Regions from separate parts of the Mus musculus genome. Here region 1 is linked to region 2. Evidence: chromatin contacts called from public Hi-C data. All regions are on one chromosome and are shown on one strand. Each heading gives the region's core, a stretch centred on a gene start, on an enhancer-like site or on the middle of the called end of the contact. The rest is flanking DNA. Distances are from core to core; before and after follow the strand shown.

What was found. A called contact is a pair of places that touch in the nucleus more often than the background predicts.
Region 1: a Hi-C map of gonadal supporting cells shows a contact between it and region 2, with 1.6 times the contacts expected there. The contact joins two enhancer-like sites. A contact is called at or near these places in 5 of 39 promoter capture datasets (the C10 cell line, cranial neural crest, liver and 1 more) and 6 of 484 Hi-C or Micro-C datasets (the BV-2 cell line, ECoMG myeloid progenitors, cortical neurons and 3 more).

Annotation. Positions count from the first base shown.
Region 1 is chr2:38,865,001-38,871,103 of GRCm38.p6, forward strand. All of the region lies in intron 3 of Nr6a1 (nuclear receptor subfamily 6, group A, member 1), which reads right to left. All of the region lies in intron 3 of Nr6a1os (a long non-coding RNA gene), which reads left to right. Among named protein-coding and RNA genes, the nearest start is that of Mir181b-2, 14 kb to the left of the region's middle. Within about 2 kb of position 1,686, at least 24 of the 459 cell types and tissues checked have an H3K27ac peak or open chromatin away from gene starts, as enhancers often do.
Region 2 is chr2:38,685,740-38,691,658 of GRCm38.p6, forward strand. It overlaps the pseudogene Adgrd2-ps. Among named protein-coding and RNA genes, the nearest start is that of Gm36744, 17 kb to the left of the region's middle. Within about 2 kb of position 3,217, at least 63 of the 459 cell types and tissues checked have an H3K27ac peak or open chromatin away from gene starts, as enhancers often do.

The DNA.
Region 1 (6,103 bases), core at 436-2,935, 180 kb after region 2:
CACAGCAAGTTCTGGGCAGCCAAGGCTAGTAAGACACTGTTTAAAAACAAACAAACAAACAAACAAACAAACAAACAAACAAACAAAAAAACAAGAAACCTGACTATAGACCATAAAAGCAAAGCAGCTGTGACACTTGGAGATGGGGTGTGGCTCAGTGGCAAAGTACTTACCTAACATACTCATATACTTGAGTTCAAACTCGAGTATTGAAAAACAAAAACAAAACAGCATGTTATAGACATTATGACAGGCAGGCCAATAGAATGTCTGCATGTCTGTATCTTACCAAATATTTGTGTGTAGTTTGTTTGATTGTTTTTTGTTTTTGTGTTTTGTTTTGTTTTTGTAGTGCTAGGTACTAAACCTAGAGTCTTGTGCATGCTAAGCAAGGCCAAATAATTTTTTGACAATTTTTTCCATATTCAATAGGGAAAGAAATCTTTTTAACACAGAGCCTAGGAAAACAATGGCTATATACAAAAGAATGAAATTATATGTTACCTTGCACTATATCCAAAAAATTATCAAATATAAAATATAAAGAAAAAGAATAAAATTTTTATGAGAAAACAGGTAGAAAGCTTCATGACAGTGAATGCACATCTAGAATACCCACCTGAGTGGACTAAAAAGTTTTTACAAAACTGGTAAAGTGCACTTCTGGGTGTGTCTGTGAGGGTTATTTCTATGGAGGATTAACTAACAGGGACAGGTAAATAAGCTGGAGGCTCACATGCAGCAGCAGAGGAAAACTGAAGAAAATACACATATATTTTGCTTCCTAGCAACAGAGAAATATTTAGCTAATCACTTCACACACACCCCCCTCCTTGCTCAGTTGTTAATCCAAGTAACAAAAAGAGGTGGGCGGTGGTGGCGCATGCCTTTAATCCCAGCACTTGGGAGGCAGAGGCAGGTGGATTTCTGAGTTCGAGGCCAGCCTGGTCTACAAAATGAGTTCCAGGACAGTCAGGGCTATAGAGAGAAACCCTGTCTCAAAAAAACAAAACAAAACAAAAAAAGACTAACAAAAGTTGTTACAAAGAAAATGGATCATAGTTGATCTGTGGTTCATAAGCTTTTGGAACTGGCTCTCAAGAGGAACATGAAATAGTCTCAAGAAGCTAACTAGGGCAGTGACTCTGGTAAGTGCTCAGAAGATAGGCATGTTAGTAGAAATGCACAAAGTCTACACTCCTGAGGTTTCAGATGGACTAAAATGTGAATTATAAAGATTGCTCTTGAGGTTTCCAGTGGGATTGAGGACTCTATTGGGAAGTCATTCATGTTACACTCTGGCAAAGAGCTTTCTTACATGTGCTGAGACTTCTCGCAACTCCCAAGTTCAAAGATATGGACTAAATTTAGGCTGTGGCAGGCTATGGTTGATTAGTCAGATTAACAGTGATAATCATGAACAAAAAACAGTCAAAAGACAAAAACCTTTCCGTGGACATTAAATTTCTTAAGAAGAAACCCTACCTTGCAAGGTACCAAACATGTCCTTAGGGCATCACAGAAGATGCCAGAATCTACCCAAGGGAATGAATGTTTTAAACTCATCTCCAAGAATTCCCTTAAGTGAAATCCCAGGTACCCAGCTGGTGGCACAGGGCTGCCTAGGGAAACGGATTCAAACATGTGGGTACTCATAGGCTACTGTGACTGTGGTCCAAAGGGTTCAGCTACTCTAGCACTATATAGACAACACCAAGGTCTGCTAATAGCTTGAGTGTTATCCTCAAGACAGTAGTTTTGCAGCATGCAAAATTCAAGAGTTAGTAAAGATACAATAGGAAATCCCTGTAAGCTAGAAATGCCAAGAACATGGACTATCACTAAAAGCTGCAAGCAGCAAGCAAAGACAGCCCAAAGGAGAAGTTGTGCAAGCTGAAACCTGAAAGGCCATGGGGCGGGATTGCACAAATGTCTTGGAGCTTACATCATACTATTTTGTACCTCCCAGATAACAACAGATTCCAGAAAAAGAGCTACACATTTTAAATGCTTGTCTCAATAGGTTTCTCTCTTGCTTTGATCTTATCTCTTCTTTCTATGTCCTTATTTCTCTCTTTTGGGCAGAAATGTGACATTGTGATCTTGGGAGTGTGCAACTTACTTTTGATAATCCAGGTAATTCATCTAAGAGTTTCTCAAAGAAGGAATTTCAACTTTTGAAACATGTTTGAATTGCTAAGATTTTTGAGAACTCTAGGAAATAGATTATGTGCACTGTGCTTTACAAGATGGCTCTTAGAATGGAGGGTAGATTATTATGATTTGAATATGAAACGCCCCCAGAGGCTAATGTGCTATCACTATTTGAGAGGTGGTAGAAAGTTTCAGAGGTGATGCCTACCTGGGGAATTATCAATTCAGGGAGGGAATCTCTAAAAGTTAAACCAGGTCTCCCATCCTTCACTTTCTCCGTTTCCTATATATCATAAAACAAGTGACTGCTGGCCATATGTTTCTGCTACATCAGGTGACCAAAGATATATATGTGAGTATGTGGGGTACTTCATATTGAAACTGTAATAATGACTTTGGACTGAGCAATGGTTTTATGGCTATAAAACTCAAAGTACAGACAAAAATAAGAATAAAGCATATTGAACAACATCAAAATTAAAATTCCAGGGCAGTATACAATTCAGCTATTGAAGACATACTTGGAATGTATAATATCCTGAGAATGATGTAAACACAAAAAATTCAAAATAAAAAAAAAGCCCTGTGTGTCTATGAATATATTCAACAAAGTAAAGAAATCAGTATGCAAAATGGGGGAGGTTGCAAATTAGGTATCTGATAAATTGTTATTACCTAGAATTTAAAAGAATTCCCCTATGACTAAAACAACCAGGCAAACCTACTGAGACGCTAATTTAAAAGGAAGCACAAAAGTTGAATACATTGCAGATACAAATTTCAAATAAGCACATGAAAAGATGTTAATACCACTAAAGATTAGGGAAAATACAAATAAAAATAAAAAATACAGGATGTGGTAAGGATGTAAAGAAACTGGAGGGCTGGAGAGATGGCTCAGTGGTTAAGAACATCGACTGCTCTTCCGAAGGTCCTGAGTTCAAATCCCAGCAACCACATGGTGGCTTACAACCATCCGTAATGAGATCTGATACCCTCTTCTGGTGCATCTGAAGACAGCTACAGTGTACTTAGATATAATAAAAAATAAATCTTTAAAAAAAAAAAAAAAGAAACTGGAATTCTTACATATATATGTTAGCAAAAATATAAAATGGTGATTCTAGTATTGAAAACAATACAACATATATACATAACAAAAATTAAAGAAAAAAAGAATCCGTGAATTTGAAAGAAAGTCAGAGGTGGTACTTGGGAGGACATGGGTGGATGGATAAAATCTCAAAAAGTAAAAAGTTATATAAAAATAATTTTTAAAAACAGAAGTTACTTAAAAACAAAAAACACAATTATCACATGGTTCAGCAATTCCACTTCTGGGTATAGTCCCAAAAGAAATTAAAATAGTAACTCAGAGATACACTGCTGTACACCCATGTTCACAACAAGATTCACAATAGCTCAATGTTGAAGAAAACCAAGCATCCACTAACTAGTGAATAAATAAATAAAATATGGTATATACATGTAACATTATTCAGCCTTAAAGAATAAGTGAATTCTAACAGATCATACAACAATATGAGTAAATTTTGAGAGCATTATTTGCTAAGTCACAAAAGAACAAATATTGTGATTCCACTAATAGGAATATCTATATGGAGTAAAATCCATAGATACAGAAAGAGCTTATTACAAAACTATAATAAAACACTGTGGTACAGAGATAATGACATATGGGATGCCCAGAACAATGTCCTGACATATATAGCCATTCTGTTCCATTTGTCGATTGACAGGTCGGTCCTAGGAGATACAGGAAGTTACTATTAAAACAGTATGAATTTCAGTTCTAAATATGAGTTCTATAGATGGATGCTGATGACATTATATATGCTGATGATGTGAATGTAAGCAATACTACTGAATGGCATGCTTGAAAGTACTGAAAGCAAATGTCACCTGTCTTCTACTACAAATTTAAAAAGATAAAAGGAGAGCCATACCCAGGAGAGATGGTTAAGTGGGTAAAAAAAAATTGCCACATAGTTTGAGGCCCTGAACCCATGTAAAGGGCAGATCTGTAGCATAAGCATCTATAATCCTGATGCCACTACCAGGACATGGAAGGCCAAAAAAGGAGAATTTCCAGAAGCTCACAAGCTAGTCTGACTTATGCAGTGGAAAACACAGAGACCCTCTTTTCAAACAAGGCAGACAATGGGGACTGATGCCAGAGGTTGGCTGCTGATCTCTACATGCACACAGTGGTACATGTCATGCACATACTCACATACACACACACACACACACACACACACACACACACACACACACACACACAGAGACAGAGACAGATAGACAAGTGCGTGCGCACTCACACACATGAAAGAGTCAGACATGGTAGTCGGTGCCAGTAATCCTTGAAATAATGAGGCATAACCAAGACAATTATGAGCTCAAGGCCAGCCTGAACTGAGCTGAGCTGAGCTGAGCTATATGGTGTGTTATATCACACCAGGAGCTACACAGAAAAATCTGCTATCTACACACACACACACACACACACACACACACACACACACAGAAACACACACACACACACACCAGGAGCTACACAGAAAAATCTGCTATCTACACACACACACACACACACACACAGACACAGAAACACACACACACACACACACACACACACACACACGAAGTGTTATATTCCACCAAGAGCTATACAGAGAAATTTGGTATTTATTACATGCATGTGCACACACTTGCAATTGAAAAAAATTATTTAAAATGATAACTGAAAGAAAAATGTATATAGAATTAACATTACATTTGATAATAGAAAATTACCTCTTTCTACCTAAGATTCAGAACAAGACAAGAATATCATTGCCATCAATATCCACCACTATACTGGAAATCTTACCCAGAACAGTAAGAAAAATAAATAAACACCATAAACATCAAAAAGGAAAACATAAGGTGGTCTTTATTCACTGTTATGCACACAAGAGTCCCAACAGATTTTTTTAAGTGACTAGCAGAACTAGTAAACAAATCCAATACAAATTCAATACACAAAATCAATTGCATTTCTATACAACTAGGCAACAACTGAGCAAATCCACTTTAAAACCAGTTTGGTTCATAATAGTATTCAAAAGCAAAATAGTTACAAATAATTTTAATGAAAAGCAAGATAAATATTAATATTCTTAAAACATTAATGAGAAAAAATAAAGATTCTACATTAAGTGGCAAGACAAACTAACTCCAAGGATTAGAAAACTGCTATTGTTAAGATGGCAACGTGAGCCAGGATAGAACACTTCGCTCACAGGGTCAAGAGACTCAGTTTACCCAGCACTGAAAAGAAGAATACAACTCTTCTGATAGGATCATTATAATTCAATAAAAATCTCAGTAATGTTTTTGTTTTTTAAATAAGTTGATTCTAAACTTTATATGGACTTTTAAAAAACAAAAACCAAACAAACAAACAAAAAACTAAGCCAAAATAACTTTGTAAAGGAAGAATAGAAGTACCCCCTAGTTTCAAGATACTATTTGTAAGAAGATTCAAAAAGATTAATGAAAGAGAATAAAAACCCCACAGATTCACATAGGTTTTTTTAAGAAACACTTCAAAATATTCATTGAGACTTTGACAAGAAACAAATTTCCATATGAAAAAGACTTTGATTCCTATTTTATAAAACATGCCAAAATCATGAACATGAATTTAGTCCTAAAATCATAGTTTCTAAAAGAAAATGGAATTTGGTTAAATTAAGATTTCCTAGTGAAGATAGTAAGAATTAATAACAAAAGATTCCAAAAATAAGGCTTCATAAAAAAATTACAAGTTGTATTCACCATATTAACATGTTAAAAATGAAAACAAAAACAAGACTAGGAGAAAATATTCATACTACATATATTGTATGACAAACTCAGAATATAAAAAAAAGTGGACAAAGAA
Region 2 (5,919 bases), core at 1,967-4,466:
GTGGCTTCTTTTGTTTCTGAACTTTCTCTGATTCCTTCTGTCTCTCAGGCTATCACTGTCTTCTCTGTTGATATTTCTTCCTAGCACTGCCCCTGGGCTCTTTTCCATCTTCTAAGCTCTCTCCTGTCCCAGTCTGTGGCTCCTTCTCTGGCCTGCCCCTGGTTCCTGTGGGTGTGGTGCTGTCAGGCAGGTCCCTGATTCATTCTAGGCTGTGTCCTTGGGCGCCTGGATGCCTGTGACCATCCCCAGGCCTGGCTTTTCTTTTTTCCTCTCCTTTCCATCACACCACCTGTATCTGTATCTCTTTCCACTATACCCGAAGCCCTGACCTTCTGTCTTGGGCATAAACTAGACAGGATATACCCCAGCACAGTAACGAGATCTAGAGAGACCAGAACAGATCCAGCCTCACTTGTTATTCAGGAATGATTTTTATTTCTTCTGACCCACACTATGTCTGGTTCTATGGAAGGAAAGCAATGCCTTACCTCTGTAGCGAGGTAGCTCACATCTACCTTGGTAGACCTGCCTAATGGGGATTGAAGTCTGTGCCTCAAGGAATCTTCTGGTGATCCAATGAAATAACCTTTACAAAGGGCTGTGCGCAATGCTTGCACACCAAAGCTCTGTGAATGGGGACTCCTTTGTTTGTTCATTCATGTGTTCGTTCATTCATGCTTTACAGATCCTCCCAACCCCCAGGCCAGTTGCTGGGTCACACCCCAAAGAACATAGTACATGGGACCAAAGTGCCCACCTCATACAACCTATCCATAGTGTGGTACCACAGAGGCTGAGAGGGCAAAGGACAGCCAAAGCAGCATGGGAATAGAGAGAATTCTTATGTGGAAGGGCTGATTCTCAGCCAAGGTGTGAAAGCTGTATGCAAAGGGGTGTCATTGTGAGAGGCAGGACAATGTGAGGGCTGGTAAGAGATGGGTCAGGAGGGGACATGGGACCGGACTGTTCTGACTCCAAAGTTGCTATAGGAGACCCCAGTTTTATTGTAGGGAGTGTGAGGCATGGGTGATGTCAAGCTTGGGGTGGTGGGGTCCAGAAAGATGCCTTTGTTTGCTGGTGTGCAGTATGAAAAGGAGACTCATGGAGAAGGCAATGCTGAGGTGCAGAAGGGACAGGCTGGCTCTGGGTTTAGTGTTAGGATGTCAATCCATTATGCCTGGAGACCAGAGGCCCAAAGGCTGGAAGACCTAGGAGTCCAATGCCCTCTGCTCTTGGCCTTGGGCTTGAACAGAAAGCTGCCTTTTATGCTGTCACATGGTGTCTGAGTAAGTTCCAGGCTCTAGTTCTAGGCTCAGTTCAAGTCTGACCTTTTGGACAGCACTATCTTGGGACCAAATACAGCACTATCTTGGTACTTTGTGAGTGCCAAGGCCCTGCTGGTCCCGACACATGTGGAGAGGAGTCAGCTCTGCCCTAGCCCTGAATGCTGAGCCCTTCACACTCAATCTCTGAAGGAAATAAGAGACTTTATGGGCCGCAGAGTAAAGGGCTAGCGGGAGGGCAAGGCAGGCTTTGAGTCCTTCTGCCTCTTGACGTCCCTCAGTGTATCTACTGAATGTGGTCCTGGGCTCTTGATCCAAGGAAAGTGGGAGGTCAGACCACAGAGCAGGTGGGTGTTCCTTCTTAGTGATACGAGGCCTGTCCACAGGGCCCATACATCTTCCTTGTCTACGCTGCTTACAATGGAGAGGTGAGTATGGTGAGCATACTGTGGGGGGAAAAAAACCAAGGGAGGGTAGACTGGGGTCCCTACTCCTACTTCTCACAGAGTCAAGGGTGGACCCACCTGTTGGGCTCTAGGGAAGGTCAAGGCCTGACCTGTGCTCCCCCACAGGTGCAGAACACACTACGGAGGATGACAGAGAAGAAGGCAGCCGAGGTGCTCAGGGCAGAGCAGGTGCACCTGGCCAAGGGTGAGGGGGCCCTGGGGCCAGATGGACAGGGCCAAGCACAACACCTCTTCTTTCAGACACTCTCTGGCCCTTGTGACCTACAGGCTTCATGTCCCTGGGTCATGGCCCAGGAGAATGCCCGAGTCTGGGATTCTCAGAGAAGATCTGTTGCTCTGAGAGGTACAATCTCTATCTCCATGCCTAGTGTTTCCTGCTGCCTTGATTTCTCCATCACTCAGCCAGAGCTAGGAGAACAGCAGCAGACTCTATAAGCCTACTAGAAAGACAAAGAAACTGAGACCTTGGAGAACAGTTGGGTGACCAACCAGAGGTGGGGTCTACTTAGAACTCCTGTCTAGGGTTCCTAGCCCAGGGTAGGGGGGTAAGGAGAGGAAGTGTGCCTGAGCCCCTGATACGAGAGCTGGGTGGGCCTCAATTTCCTCACCACTAATCTGAGAGTAAAGTTCTGAGCAGATTTTTAGGGTGTCTGATAGTGGGGGTCCAATGTCTTAGCCTGTGCACAGTTCACCAAATATTTCCCCCTTTTAGGGACCCATAGACCCAGGATTCCCTCAGCCTTCTCTTCCATTACAGAACCCAGAAGACCCATAAGGCTAGATAGAACAAGGGACCAGCTAGTGTAATGGCAGGGTTGGGGACACAGCAAAGGCTAGGACAAGGTTGGTGAGCACTGACTGCAGGGACCTTGTCCTCTGCACTGGAAAGCTAGAGCTGTAGGCTGACAGACCTAAAAGCCAAGGCCTCTTGGGAAGGGCCAGGAGCTCCCAGGGGACAGGGGACAGGAAAAGGGACCTATCTTTCCTGTTCTCTTTTTTAGGCTGTGGAGCTGACAGTGTTTAAGACTTCAGGTACTTCTCTTCCTGGGCAGACTCCCTCATCCCTCCACTCCCACACTGCTCCAAGATGAAAATAATTTGAGACTCAACCATACAAGAACCAATCTTAGATCAGCGCTGCCTAGTCTCAAACTATACCCATGGCTGGCTGAAAGAGAGGCCTGTTTTTGGAACTCTTGCTGGGATTAGGCTCAGTGCCCAACCCCAGGCCGGTGCTGATTCTGGTCCACCAGTCAGGGGAGGCTGCTTTCCTCGAAGTGTGCAGAGGAGGCCAAGCATCCAGAGGAGCTGCGACTAAGGCAGCCAGTGGCGTAGCAGGAACCAGGCTTACCTGTACAGATGCGGCATCTGAGATGTAGCAATAGTCATAGGGGTGTGATCCACAGACCAAGGTTTGTGGCAGGCAGCCTTGAATGTTCAGCTTCTGGTCCGCTAAAAGGGGCCGAAGCGCCCCCTGCAGGCAGATCAGGGGCGCAGGGCTAGGCAAGATCAGAGCGCGCAGCTGCCCCTCACCCGACAGGCCCAACCCCCCCCTCCACCCCGCCCCCACCCGCAAGCACAACCGTCTGCGAGAACAAGAGCCACTGCAGCGCCTCTGTGCCTTTGTCTCTGCTGAATGGGTGCGTTGCTAGGGCTGCTCGTAGCAACGAAGCCGCTTCCACTTCGGCCCCACTTTCCCGACCCCTACTCTGCCCGACGATCCCTGCTTCTTGCCCCCAGCTCCTCCCAACCACGCACTCAGGCAACCTGGGCAAAGGTTCCGGCGAGGGGTGGCTGCTGGCCATGCGTCCTTTCCGAAAGCTCTGGGGACAGTAGGTGCATGCAGGTGCTCTGACTGTAGAGAAACTGTCTCAGGGAGACCATGAGGGGCAGGCAGGCTGGGGTGGCAGAGTTTTCCCCCAAGTCTCTGTTCCCAGACCCTCCCTAATCTTGGCCATCCCTGCCAGCTCTGCCCAAAGAGAGCCCTTGCACTTTCCTACAGGGGTCTAAAAGGCACGTATGTGCAGGGTTTTCCTCCCAGCCTTTCAGGAGCTCAGTGGCCAGAAGACCTCAGCTCATCAACGGAAACCCAGACTGAAATGTACAGCAGGCAGCTCCACGTGAGAGAAAAGCAGCTCTGGACCAGACCGGCTGGTCCTTCTGTTTGTCTTAGTTCCTTCCACTTTCCAGAGGCGCCCATCAGTGCCTGATAATAAACCAGGTGTTGAAGCTTTCTGCCTATGCCACCCCCAACACACACACACACACACACACACACACACACACACACACACACACACACACACACGGAGAGGTTGTCTTCCTGGCCAGGAAGGGGTAGATGGACAGGGCCGTCTGAGAGGAGCGGGAGCAGAGAAGCTGTCAGTTTGACTTTGGGATTCTGCCTTGCCACTAGGCTTGCTAGTTTTTGTTAGCACTTAAAAAAAAATTGTCTTGTGTGTGTGCATGTGCTGGGATGTGGAGGTCAGGGAACAGCTTACATGACTCAATTCTCCCCTTTCACCATGTAGGCTCTGGGCATAAAGTTTAAGTCATCCGGGTTTGTGGCAAGTGCTTTTAGTCCCTGAGTCATCTCTTCTGCCCAGCAGTCAGCCTATTCAGCAGTGGCAGTGTCCCTGGCCTGAGGCTATAGATCCCCACTCTGCTGGGAGATTGACTTAGTCCTAACTGTGTAGGCACAGGCCTGGGGCTTCCCTGCTGCCAGTCTAAGCTCATGAGCAGCAGGTGTGGGCACCTGGGCACTGATTTCTGGAGGTGTGAGGCATGGCTGCTCACAGGTAGCTGGGCTTCACTCAGGAGTGAGGGATTGGTTGTCTCACTGAGGAGGAACCGGCATGGAAGTCAACTGAAAACAGGCCAGGGCACTACCTCACCGTGCAGCCACCAGTCGGATCCCCAACACCATCCAGCCTGCCTCCTTTGGGGCTACAGAGCTGGGTCAGGGTGTGCACAGGACAAGTGAGACAAAAGGGCAGGGTGAGTGAGGAACCCCCAAGAGCCAGAGAGGCACAGACAGTCCCTGGGCTTTGGTGGCTTCCTCCCTGAACCCTATGTGGGTTGCAACTGGGACACAATTCCTGGAGAGCATTGGCTCACCTATGCAAGTCCAGGTCTCCAGGCATTTGTTTCTGGGGACCTACGATGTGGAAGAACTTGAAGCCCTCCCTGTCTGTCATTTGCAGAATGGGGGATAACAGGCTCTCTCTCAGAAGACCTTATGATACAGTCCTATGCTAGTTTGGGGCACAGCAACTACCCTGCACCCAGTAAATACGCAGAGAAGGTCAGCTATGACCTGAGACATGTAGGGCTGTAGGCAGAGGAAGCTGTGTTCAAGGCATTGAAGGCTCTGCCTGGGTGGAGAGGCCAGAGATTCACAAGAGAGAAGACAGCAGAGCCCCTGCCTTTCACTGGGAACGCAGGCCCAGGAGGAGGAAAGGCTGGGCCAGTTGTCCATTCCCTCTGGAGCAGGTGGACTTTGTTAAGTATCAGCAGCATACATGCTCAGCCCTGGCAGGACCCATGGCCCATGACTCGGGGCCCAGGGGGTGTGTGAGGAGGTAGAAAGAACCAGGCCCTTGGTGGCCCATAGCTAGCTGCATTTCCATGCGCTCTGAATCCCTTCCCTTGCAGAAGGCCCCTGTTCCAGTCATAAAGGTTTGGGGATCAGGGGGCAGGACTAAGGGGCTCTTTCCAGGCCTTTCCATCCTACATATCTCTTCTTCCTCCCACACCCTCTATGCTCCAGCCACACGCAGTCAGCTGGCGCCACCCTCTTTCTTTTTATTGCCACACTGTTCTATCTGGGCTGTCTTTGTTTCTGTTAAGCTGGTAAATTCCTAGGCATCCTTAAAAACCCAATTTGACCCTTCTCCTGTGAGCTGAATCAACGACTTTCTTATTTGTGGTTCAATTACATAAGGGGCCACATCGTATCATCTGGTTAATTAAGACCGTTTTCTTTAAGCCTGGGCATTGCCTTGGGACAAAGCAGGAGAAGAACATTTTTCTGCCACCTCCCCCTAAAGGAGGTACCCTTTTTCTAATTGTTTTAGAAACCCTGGGTGGACCAAGTGTGGCCCTAGGTTAGTCGCATTGGTTACAGTGGGTGGGGCAGTGGTTGAGCACCGCCTCAGCTGCGCGAATGT